Regions from separate parts of the Gossypium hirsutum genome. Here region 2 is linked to region 1. A link is a contact called in public Hi-C data. All regions are on one chromosome and are shown on one strand. The core of a region is the stretch at or near the end of the contact, and the rest is flanking DNA. Distances in the headings are between cores, read along the strand shown.

Region 1 (5,755 bases), core at 847-3,346:
AACGAGTGAGTTTCACCCGATCCTGAATCCAAAAATTGTTTCCATTGTTTAATCTCTGTTAAATATTTCTTCATCAAATCAAACCTCAAATGGATAGACATAACATGCCATAGTATAAGACAAGTTGAACAGAAAGTTAAATATCTCTCTCTGGGTGGGTGGGGTGGGGGAGTGGCAAATGAGGGGTTGGGACCATGCTTTTAGCTTTCTGTCCAATTTGTCTTGTACTATGACATGTAATGTCTGTCCATTTGAGGTTTGATTTGATAAAAGAATATTAATCCAGAAAGGTGACAATATCTAACTCACAAGTGCAATGGTTGTCTAGTAGTGTATGGCCAAAATGAATATCTACCAGACTACCATTACTGGGCTGTGATCTCGAATGTTTAACCGACAAGAATTTAATGGCCATGCAGGAAAAGGATACAACAAAGATTGGCTTTGTATCAAGGAGTATGCCCTATATACATGGAGTTCTCTGATGATGCCGAGGAAACCTTTAAGAATGCTTTAGAATTACTGCAGGTAAGATGTTACCATAAATTTTATTATGGAAATCCCCTTCCATTGGTCGTTAATTATTGGTGTAGTTGTTCATTCATCGGTTCATTCATGTTTATTTTGGACAATACATTCAAGTGGTTGTTTTGAGGTATCCAGTTTAAAATATTCAAAACCTTCACGTATTATTTTGATCAAAACTTAAACCAGATTGTTCTGATTAAAATTTTTCTTGCTTTCCATACCAAGGATTTTTCATGACAACCAAACCAACTTTGAAATGCTTGCATAAAGGATGGTTTATTACCTTTAACATAGGATACATGCCATTGGATAGCAAGATTTATACGTACAATTCTAATCCTTCATTACCATATAGAGCTTGGTTCATCTGATCATACTGCACCTTGGTGCTGTTACGTGCATTGACCATCCGGTTCTTTATATACCATACTAGAACTAATATGATTGATCTGCAGAAGCAAGGAATGGTGAAGAAGGGAGAAGAGGTGGCACTTGTTCAAAGTGGCAGACAGCCCATCTGGCGATTCCAGTCCACTCACAACATTCAGGTCTGCAAAGTGTAAGAGGCTGAAGATTAATGGGAGAGAATCCATTCGACTGATTATCTTCTTCGTGCAAATTATTAGTATTTCAAGCGATCGCGGCGAAGAAGAGCATTCGAGTTAGGTTTTTTTGTAGCTTTCCTTCAGGTCATATGATTGTCTTATTTATTCTGGGTTTTGCACTTTTTTGTTTGCTTTGAGATTTCCTGGTATGGTTTTTCACCTGCAAAGTTTGAAACTTGTTATCCAAATAAAATAACTTAGAAACAAACATGAAATGATACAAACTAGTTCAATCCATTAAATTGGCTGGATATAATCGGTATTCACAAAGACGACCTAAAGCCGATTCAAATTGAAATTATAATTATTACGCATACAATTATGTTACAATCACGATATAAATGAAAAAAAAAACTATAAAAAAAATATATTTGTAAGTTATTTATTTAGCAATTAAATCATAGATGAAAAGAATTATATGTATAAATGTTTATAATGAACTATATGTATAAATGTTTATGAATCTCAAGTTTGTTCCTCAGACTTTTGATTTTATATTATAAGAGTAAGAAAAATATATTTTAATTATTAAAATATTATTTAGTATCTAATAGCACGATTTTATTAAAGAAAAATTAACCAATGGCACAAGCTTTTTTAAAAAATTATTAAAAACAATATATTTAAATAAAGAGTTTCTCAAAATAACAACGAAATGATTTTAACTGATACTTCTATAAAGTGTCAATAAATTCATATTAGAAATTTTATCATCACTATTATCATTTTAACTAATAGCCTAATATTATTAAAACCATTATCATTTTATTTTAATTTTAATCTACAAATTTAAGAATAGTACAAAAGTAATGGGCCTAATGAGCGGCTTATGACTGGAGGAGGTCAGGGCCGTTCTTATTATCCAGTTTGTTCTTGTTAAATTTTAATCCACTCCACGTCACTAATATGCCGGACCCCCATCATATTCCCCCTAGACCACAGCATCAACTGATCCTGTATCCAAAAAAAATATAAAAAGAGGCGGGAAAATTTGCATCTCAATTGGCGCCACAAGAGCCCTAATCGATCGACCATCCATCAGTAATATTTTTTTTCCTTCAACGATCTTCATCTTCCAATTTCTCTAGCAGAAGTCTTGTTAGAGGTATCATTATTCTTCCCAAATTTTCTCAGATCTGATTTCTCTATAACTCAAAACACTAGTTTCTACCAGGTTCTCCCCAAATCACCATTTTAAACCTTACTCTCCTTGTAAAAATGGACATGGAGGGCTTATCAAGTATCTGTGCTAGTCTCGGCATCCTAGAAGAAGATGAAACAACGAAACAGATGGTCTACACAAAGGGGGAGCATTGTCTAGGTAGTCTCATTTGCCTTTATTGAAGTGGTTTTTTCTTTGATTTATTCCTTTTGTATTCAGGGAATATAAATTGGATTCCACTAATCTTGTTTCAAATAACTTACTGGCAGATGCTTTGAAGGACTTACTGAGATTTTTAAGACGGGACGATCCAGAAACGCGAGAAGTATTTAAGCAAGTTTGTAGATGGAATATAGTTTCAAAGGACTTGATTCCGATCATTGAACATTGCCAACATGATCGGAATTTGGTGTTAAATTCTGGTATGTAAAATTTGATGTTAAAGTTTTATTTTTTTTGGCCATTTAAACCAAAAAATGTAGTAAATGCTAAATTGGTGAATATTTACGTTCTTTTTCTTTTCGCATTTTCCAGTGAAAGTTTTAGTTTTTCTGTCAATGCCTATCGAGCCTTCCTCTAGTGATATCCCTCAACAGATAGAGTATCTTTGGAATATGAAGTTTTCTCTCACGAGCAGTGATGCTGTTGCTGTTATAGTTTCCCTTCTTGAAGGTCCACTTGAAAATTTGGAATGGTAAGCATGATTTTTTTTTCTTCTTTTACCAATAGGCCATTTAACTGCCTGCTTAAATTCAGGTGCTGGAAAAAGAAAGAAAAGAATAATATATTGTTTGGAGAAACTGCCCAATTTGTTGATCAACAAAAACAAATGAGTTTAACTGTTTATGAAACCTTAAGAATCTAAGTTCTAGTTAAGCTCATTAGATGCTGTTATATAGGATGTTCATCTTTTCATTTGCATTTAAATCATCTGTGCCATCAAATTTCCTTGTATTCATTATGCTGTCATCAGCCTAAATGTTTAATCTCTTCAATTTCAGTGAATTGTTCACGGAGGATGACTGGAAATTGGTCCAGCTGGTGTTAACCTTGTTTCGCAACATTCTTGCCATCCAAGATATTTCATCTCTACAAAAGGCTGGCCAATTTTTATCACTGAGAGACAGATTTCTTGAACTTCTGTTCCGTGAGAATGTGATGGATTTAATTATTGTTATAACTCAGCAGATTGGTGGTTCTCGTGGCTATCTTCGTCAGGATAACTTGCTTTTGTTGGATATTTTCCATTACATATTTATGGGTCAAGACCCAGAGTTACTTGTTAAAGCTCATTTGAAGCGTTCTGAGGTTTGTTTCTCTTTATTCTTGTCTAACCATCTGAGTAAGAAGTTGATTAATGTAATTTGCTTTTCCACGTTCTTGTTTCTAATGACCTCTGTATGGTAGGAGGGTGGAGATGCCAAGGCTTGCATTGATGATCTTAAGTCCATCATGGAAGAGGAAGCAAAGAAAAGAAGGGTTTCAAGACTCCAGCATACCAATCGTCATTCACAGTTCAGTGGAACTTTTACACGGTTCACTGTGGTATGTAGTATCATTGTCATTGATGTTTTGATACTAAGCAGGTGCTGCATTAATAAATTTAACTAATCATGTTTTATCTGACAGGGTGGCTCTACAGTAGTGGTCAAGGGAAATCCTAATTATGCTTCTCAAAATACTCTGCTTAAATCTCATAGTGGCCATGGGATTTCAACAGGACATGGTGATCTACCTTTAATGAGGAAAAATATTCTTGCATTGCTTCATGATTTTGTGAACCAGTTCCTTTCTGGAGGCTACAATGGTACACAGTTTGAAATTGAAATTCCTGCTTGTTTTGTCGACCCACCCTACCCCTATCCTCTTTTTTTCCCTTTCTTTCCCTTATTCTTCATGTTCTTGTGGATAATTAAATGCAAACTCAATGCATGTCAGTATTGATGAAATCTGTTCGTGAGGATATTGAGAAGGAACATCACACAGTTCAGAAGGGTGACATAATTGTTTTCTTTAAGGTTGCTGAGTTTGTTACTTCTTTTCAGTATCACAAGTATTTGGCCTCGAAGGTGAGGAATACTCCAATTTTTACTTGTTTTCCTTTAGACACCCTAGATCCTTAGACAAACTTGCAGTAATTGATAGATGCATGTTTTCTTCTATTAATTGTCTTTTACAAGTGAATCATCATAGGTTGTTATATTATTCATTCCTGGAGTACACTCATCATAATCTAAAGCTGTTAATTGCTTACTTTTGTTTCATGTATGCATTAAAAGTTATGTTTAAAGCTTTAAGTATTGGGAAGTGTAGCTGAATCAACTTCCTTGGAACTAATTTTCGTACTTCTTACAATGTATCAAATTGGAAGGATTTAAGAATATAACATCATAGTTAAATTCTGCAATGCTGGGCCTCTTGTTAATTCTCCACTTCAACAACAGGGTAAATATGAAATGTTTCTGCTATCATCCTACCTGTTTTCCTGTTTCCTCTTTCATATCCAAACACACCTTTAAGTTTTAGTTTTAGAGGGGCATTGCTAGAGATTATTATTTTTGGTTAACTACTGAATGGGGAGTTTAATTGGATGCTTTCAAGTGCATTTTCTTGGTTGTTGAAGGTTTGACTGATAAATTAAAAGAGTGATGTGAATGGTTTAAAAGACCTGAAGTTTCCTCTTTGTTAATGGTTGGTTAGTGGTTTGTTTCCTAAATGGGGTAATGGACACAATTAACTCTGAATAAATGTTGCCAAGGGACACTATATTTCTTCTGAAGTCTTTTCAGTTCTTGATGCCCATGTTTGATGGGTTTCATTTTATACCTATTGACCCCTGAAGTTTATTCAGTTTTTGGTGTTAAACTTCCTTGAATAATACATGTAGTCTCCTCTTGAAACTTTGAAATTGATCTTGTTGTAGCCTTTTCTGCCCAAACAAGTAATGTGGTTGTAACCTTATTGAAAGTCAAGATTAGTTACTGTCAAGATGTAAAACCTTAATCTCTAAGGATTTTAGTTTTTATGCATTTGGTTTCATTCCTTCAGCAGTAGTTTGATATGTTCCTTCTTTTGGTCATAGTTACTGGCTTCATTATACTAATCACTTTTGTTGCCCTGGACATGATGCCCTTTAACAGCCAAGTAACGGAAATGCTGCATCTGAAGCTTCTGCTGATAACTGTGCTGATGACTCATTTTTCCAAGGTGACGCATGTGGACCAATTGCAGCATCATTGAATGAATCAATGTTCCAACTTGTGATTTCAAGATGGCGTAATGCATTTGAAGGCTTGAAGGAAACTAATGATTACAAGTTTCTATCTGCAGCAAGTTCTCTTTTGAAAAATATGGTGATGTGTACTTTTATCAGCTATCATTTCATAGGCTTTTATGTTTGTTTTTTGTTGAATTGGATATTGGTATGTCAATTAGTCCATTTGTCTCTCTCTTCTGCACT
Region 2 (5,755 bases), core at 1,069-3,568, 170 kb after region 1:
GCCAACTTGGCCCTGTTTTGGCTGTCTTCGTGAATACCCAACTTTAGGTTCTTCGAAAAAGCATCGTAAAATTTGTTGTAGTCCTCCTTGTTCTCAGCAATCTCGTTGAACATCTCAATACATTTCTTCACCAAGTTTTTCCTAATCACCTTCAAAATCTTGTTCTGTTGTAGCATCTCACGAGAGATGTTAAGCGGCAAGTCATCGGAATCCACGACACCTTTCACGAACCCAAGGTATTCAGGGATTAGCTCCTCACAATTGTCCATAATGAACACCCTCCTAACATATAGCTTGATGTTGTTCATCTTCTTCCTCGTGTCAAAGAGATCGAATGGAGCCCTCTTCGGTACAAACAGGATCGCCTTAAACTCGAGCTGACCTTCAACAGAGAAATGCTTGACAGCAAGATGATCCTCCCAATCATTAGTCAAGCTCTTGTAGAAAGAGGCATACTCCTCTTTACTGATCTCCTCAGGTTTTCGCAACCAGATCGGTTTCTGCTTGTTGATGAGCTGCCATTCATGAGAAACTTCCTTGATCTTCTTCTTCTTCTTCGATTTCGACTCATCATCTTCAACATCCTCGACATTTCCTTCCTCATCTTTCTTGGGTTCATCTTCCTCATCGTCACTAATTTCTTTCTCGGTTGTCTTCTCGGTCCAGAGGTATATCGGATAGCTAATGAATTCAGAGTGCTTCTTCACAAGGTCCTTAATCCTCCTTTCCTCCAGGTACTCAAGCTGTAAATTCAATTTAGAAACAACCATTTAGCTTTCCTAAATTATAAACACTAAAGTTCATTTTCATTAGAAAATAAGCAAAATGTTTACCTGATCCTCCTTAAGGAAAAGAGTAATTTTAGTACCCCTACCGAGTTGCTCTCCATTAACATCCCTGGTGACCGTGAAAGAGCCACCAGCTTGAGACTCCCAAATGTACTGCTCGTCATCATTGTGCTTGGTGGTCACAATGACTTTCTCAGCAACTAGGTAAGCAGAGTAGAAACCAACACCGAATTGTCCAATCATACTAACATCAGCTCCAGCTTGCAATGCTTCCATGAACTCCTTGGTACCAGACCTTGCAATTGTACCCAAGTTATTCACCAAATCTGCATATACGAACAACAAAGCTCAAGTCAAGAATCTATGGTAGACTTGGTAGTACCAATTACCACAAACTATCAACACTATGGCAGGCGATTTAAGAATGTTAATACAAATATAACCTGCTTTAGTCATCCCAATACCACTGTCGATGATGGAGAGGGTCTTGCTAACCTTGTCTGGTACAAGCCTAATGAAAAGCTCAGGTTGAGCATCTAGTTTGCTCTTATCAGTCAAGCTTTCGAATCGAATTTTATCCAATGCCTACACACCATCACATAAAGAAAACTTAAATCGGAATATTCTAAGATCTAAATTCAAAACGAGTTCATATCCATTTTATTTCCAGAGTAACAATTACAATTAAAATTTTAGTTAAAAAAAAGGCAATTACAATTAAAACATCAAAATCTATTATAAAATGTTTCTATATTGAACTTCCAGAAGATCAAAAATATTCGAATACCTATCAAATAACTAAACTAATTCAAATTTCAAATTTCAATAGTAGCACTCAAAATAAAATTGCAGATAATAAAGGAATCTGAACTTTAAACAGATACATGAATCCGCATCTTCTACAGAAAATGAAGTTACCTAACCACTACGAATTACAATCTCTAAATACTCCGTAAAACAAATTGATTTACCATCCATAAAATATCATCAAAGAGCAAATCACCACTTTGAACAAAAAAGGGCGCCAAACACTAGGCCAATCAGGAAAAAAGTTCATTCCAAACATCAAGCATCCGAATGCAAACCTTAGCCGTAGGAATATTTATTAAACAGAAAAGAAAACGCAAAAACAGAGAGATAAAGAATACGTACGTCAGAGGCATTGCTGATAATCTCACGAAGGAAAATCTCCTTGTTACTGTAAAAAGTATTGATGATCAAACTCAAAAGCTGATTGATCTCAGCCTGAAAGGCAAAGGTCTCTGCGTCAGCCATCTGCACGTCCGCCATTTCCCTCGTACACAACCAAACAGAACAGAAAAACGAAGCAAATTTGAAAAAGAAAGGTGAGCAAAGGAAGCTAGGGGTTTTATACTTTGCTTTGTATAACAGAGAACTACACAACCAAACAGAACAGAAAAACAAAGCAAATTTGAAAAAGAAAGGTGAGCAAAGGAAGCTAGGGGTTTTATACTTTGCTTTGTATAACAGAGAACTGATCTGATTTCAGAGAAAAGAATTTGAAGGTATTTATATATTGAATGAAGTTCTTCTAGTCCCTTCTTCTCAGCGTATATTATTTTAGCGAGGGAAAAAGAAGGGGGCGGGTGAGAGGTTCTGGATGGTTCTATGAAACGATGGCGTTTTCGTGATTTTCTTTCTGTTTGTAAGCGAGTCAACGGTGTTCGTTTATGAATTCGAATTGTCTTTTGCGGTGACGTTTTAGTTCGGCTGGGTGAACCGGCGGTTTAGGAAGAGAGTCGAGAATGTTCGCGCCAGCTATGATTATCTCGAATGTTCCCATTCAGGTAACCGTTTTTGTGGATGATCGTTGATTAGTATATGCTCCACTGATTCAATTTATCCTTTATGCTGTATTTTCAAAAATTAAAAATTTTGATAAAAATAATATACTTCTAAAATATTTTAAAAAAAAAAAAGTGTATAAGCTCGCACAAGCTTACGGTTTGTATAAAGGATTAAATTTTAATGGCTAAACATTCAATTTAGAATATTGTAAATGTAAGGGTTAAATAAATTAGGCTTAATCTTTGTAAAAATGTTTAGATTTTTCAATTTAATTTGAGTAAAAATCAAATGATTATCAATGTTTTCAGAATAAAATATTACTTAAAAGATAAAAACATAATTTGATATTTGATATATTATTTTTGAAAAGCATTCATTTGAAGTTTACCTTTTTATTTAATCATTTTAAAAGATTTGACTTCCATTAAAACATTTATTTTGTAAATATTAGATTCATATATAATTATTTTAAAAGATTTGTCCTTATATTAATAACCCCTCAAAGGTTGAACTCAATATAAACATCTATCTAGTTTAATTAAAGTATAAAGAAACCAAAAAGAAAAAGAGAATTTTTAGATTTAATTTATTTTTATAAATAAATCTAATTTATTTTCATAAATAAATAAAATATATTTCATTTAGAGAAGGGGCCGAGTTGTCCGTGAGCCTAGTTGATCCGGACTCATACAACGTATTAATATAATAATATTCATTTTATAGCTTCAACTTAGCCCAGCCCAATTTACGAGCAGAAATCTCGGACCAAATAAAATTAGAAGAATTTGGGCTAGGCTCATCCGCCCATATATTTAACTCATACTATATTCTATACCTAAAGCTTTAAAAAACACCTATCAACCATTTTCCTAAGCACCTAATATATGAACTGAAACGTTCCTAGAACAGATCACAATCGGAAAAGTTTTATAATATTAGCTGCACTTTAATAAGACTAATTTCAAACTATAAAATAGATAAAATTATTAAAAGTTTCCGCTGATCGAACAAGTTTTTAACTGGACATCTTCAATGGGCAGTCTATCCTTAGCGACGGGACAATCAATTTCCTTTCGAGGCAACAAGTTACATGGTTCAGGGCTCACACGATTGGTAACTCCTTGAACATCACTGCAGTTCCATTGCACCCCCTTTGGCTTTGCAGCCAATTTGATGTTGACATTGGAAATGCAAATATCCGTAAATGGATGCTTTCCGATCCCGTCCAGTTGTGCCGATTGGGTGACGTTATCGGCCACAATGTCTCTATAATTGATCCCTTTGATCACAGGGAACGCGTTTTGGTCGAACTCCGCATCCGGATGCGAGCCGTAATCACCCGTCATCCAAAACACATACTTCATCGTATTCAACGTCATATTCCTAACGTAAACGTCTTTGACGTAAGCTCCTCTTCCCACCCCAGTTTTGATCCTCACACCGGATTCCGTATTGATCGCCGTTACGTCCTCGACTCTTACATCTTCAATTCCGCCAGACATCTCGCTCCCGAGAGCAATGGTGGCACTGCTTGGGGAAATGCAAGCGAACCTTCTGATCACTAGTTGTTTGGTCGGCATGTTGAATTTGATCCCGTATTCATCCCAGCCACTTTTAACAGCGATGCAATCGTCTCCAGAGACGATAAAACTGTCTTCGATACGGGTATTCGTGCACGAATCTGAAACAAAAAACATACACCGTCAAAACATCATATCAACTATGACAAACATGTTGTACCTGCGAATCCAAAAACAAAACAAACCTGGGTCTATTCCATCAGTGTTGGGAGAATCAACCGGTGCAAAAACCGTCAAGTGTTGGATTATTATATCACTGCTGTATATGGGATGAACGTTCCATGATGGGGAGTTAACCAACGTTAGATTCGATATCTGGACTTGTTTCGAGTACATGATCTCGATCATGTAAGGCCTGGTAACAGTCATTTTATTGTCCCTGAACAGTTTCCACCAATATGAACCTTGGCCATCGATGGTGCCGTTGTTACCTTGTATTACAAGCCATATACTTAATCCCCCCACTTGATTAAAAGCTTGGAGAAGCTAAATGTGTTTTTGGGTTACCTGTAATGACAACATCAGTGAGGTTGGTGCCAAAAATAAGGCTGCTGAGCCTTCCACTAGGGGCATCCCTTCCCCTACCGTATGAAGGCAAAAGAGCAACAGGCGGCCACTCCGATTCATCCTGTTTGTTATTTTCAAAGGTTAGTTTCAGCAAGCATCAAGCAGGATTAATTATTATCACCATCACATTGCTTTTAAACAAGATCAAACTAGATTATGTATCTCCTTCAAAGTTATTCAATTTCTTATCAAGAAAAAGTGAAGGTGATAATGTTTTATCATGCTGTGTTGGTTAATATACAAATAATTTTTTATATATTTATTAAATTAAATAAAACTTTTTTTATTCACAAAGCCTTTACATGTACTAATTTAAGAGGTTTTTAGTGTATTAGATTGCAGTATTTTAATTTTTTAAAAACCAAACCAAAGTGCACATTGGTTCAGTTCTTCATATTTTTTTTTAAAAAAATATCATCTTACATAGGTTTTTTTGTTATTTAAAAATAAAACATTATATAAAATTAAAAATTAATCAAAAAATAAATTATAAAATTGGGTTTGATTCAAATATTTACAGTTTTTAACATATGGAGCAAATTCAATAAGATCAAACCAAATTTCTGGTCCTTGGAAATTTGGTAGGTTGTTGACCCACACACACTTTTCATACCACGTTCGGTAGCAGTGGCCTAAAATGTTTTGACTAACGGAAGAGGCCGATAATTTTATGACCTAACTGAAATCAAAAGCCGAAATTATAGGATTATATAATCAAGAAGTAGATGGTATTTCTAAACCTGAAAGTGGCAAATTTCGCCAAAGCCAACAACTAAAAAACTTAAAAAGGGTTAATTTCACTAAACATCCTCAAATTTTAACTCAAAATCTAAATCAGTCCTAAATTTCAAAATGTTTAATTGAATGCTCAAACTACTAATCAAGTCTTTCTATCGACCTAACTATTAGCTTGGACATTAAATGATTGTTCAAATCGACATACAATATATTTAAAACAAATACTTGTATACTTATTGTATTGAGTAATTGGATCTAACAAATTTAAAAAAT

The links. A called contact is a pair of places that touch in the nucleus more often than the background predicts.
Region 2: a contact with region 1 is called in a Hi-C map of leaf, with 1.6 times the contacts expected there. The contact joins the promoter of LOC107944964 here to the promoter of LOC107947329 in region 1. A contact is called at or near these places in 3 of 34 Hi-C or Micro-C datasets (all in leaf).

The regions. Positions count from the first base shown.
Region 1 is chrA12:107,129,186-107,134,940 of Gossypium_hirsutum_v2.1, forward strand. LOC107947329 (protein timeless homolog) reads left to right here and starts at 2,097. Exons shown (of 20, transcript XM_016881965.2): 1 at 2,097-2,238; 2 at 2,308-2,454; 3 at 2,565-2,717; 4 at 2,830-2,989; 5 at 3,297-3,603; 6 at 3,703-3,840; 7 at 3,925-4,102; 8 at 4,234-4,364; 9 at 5,436-5,648. The coding sequence starts at 2,352. LOC107947330 (plastidial pyruvate kinase 2) reads left to right here. Exons shown (of 12, transcript XM_016881969.2): 10 at 1-5; 11 at 420-528; 12 at 984-1,341. The coding sequence ends at 1,091.
Region 2 is chrA12:107,302,325-107,308,079 of Gossypium_hirsutum_v2.1, forward strand. LOC107944964 (heat shock protein 83) reads right to left here and starts at 2,319. Exons shown (of 5, transcript XM_041083700.1): 1 at 2,221-2,319; 2 at 1,941-2,121; 3 at 1,232-1,373; 4 at 834-1,114; 5 at 1-743. The coding sequence starts at 2,078. It overlaps LOC121211197 (probable polygalacturonase), which reads right to left. Exons shown (of 5, transcript XM_041083702.1): 3 at 4,685-4,805; 4 at 4,363-4,608; 5 at 3,295-4,278. The coding sequence ends at 3,584.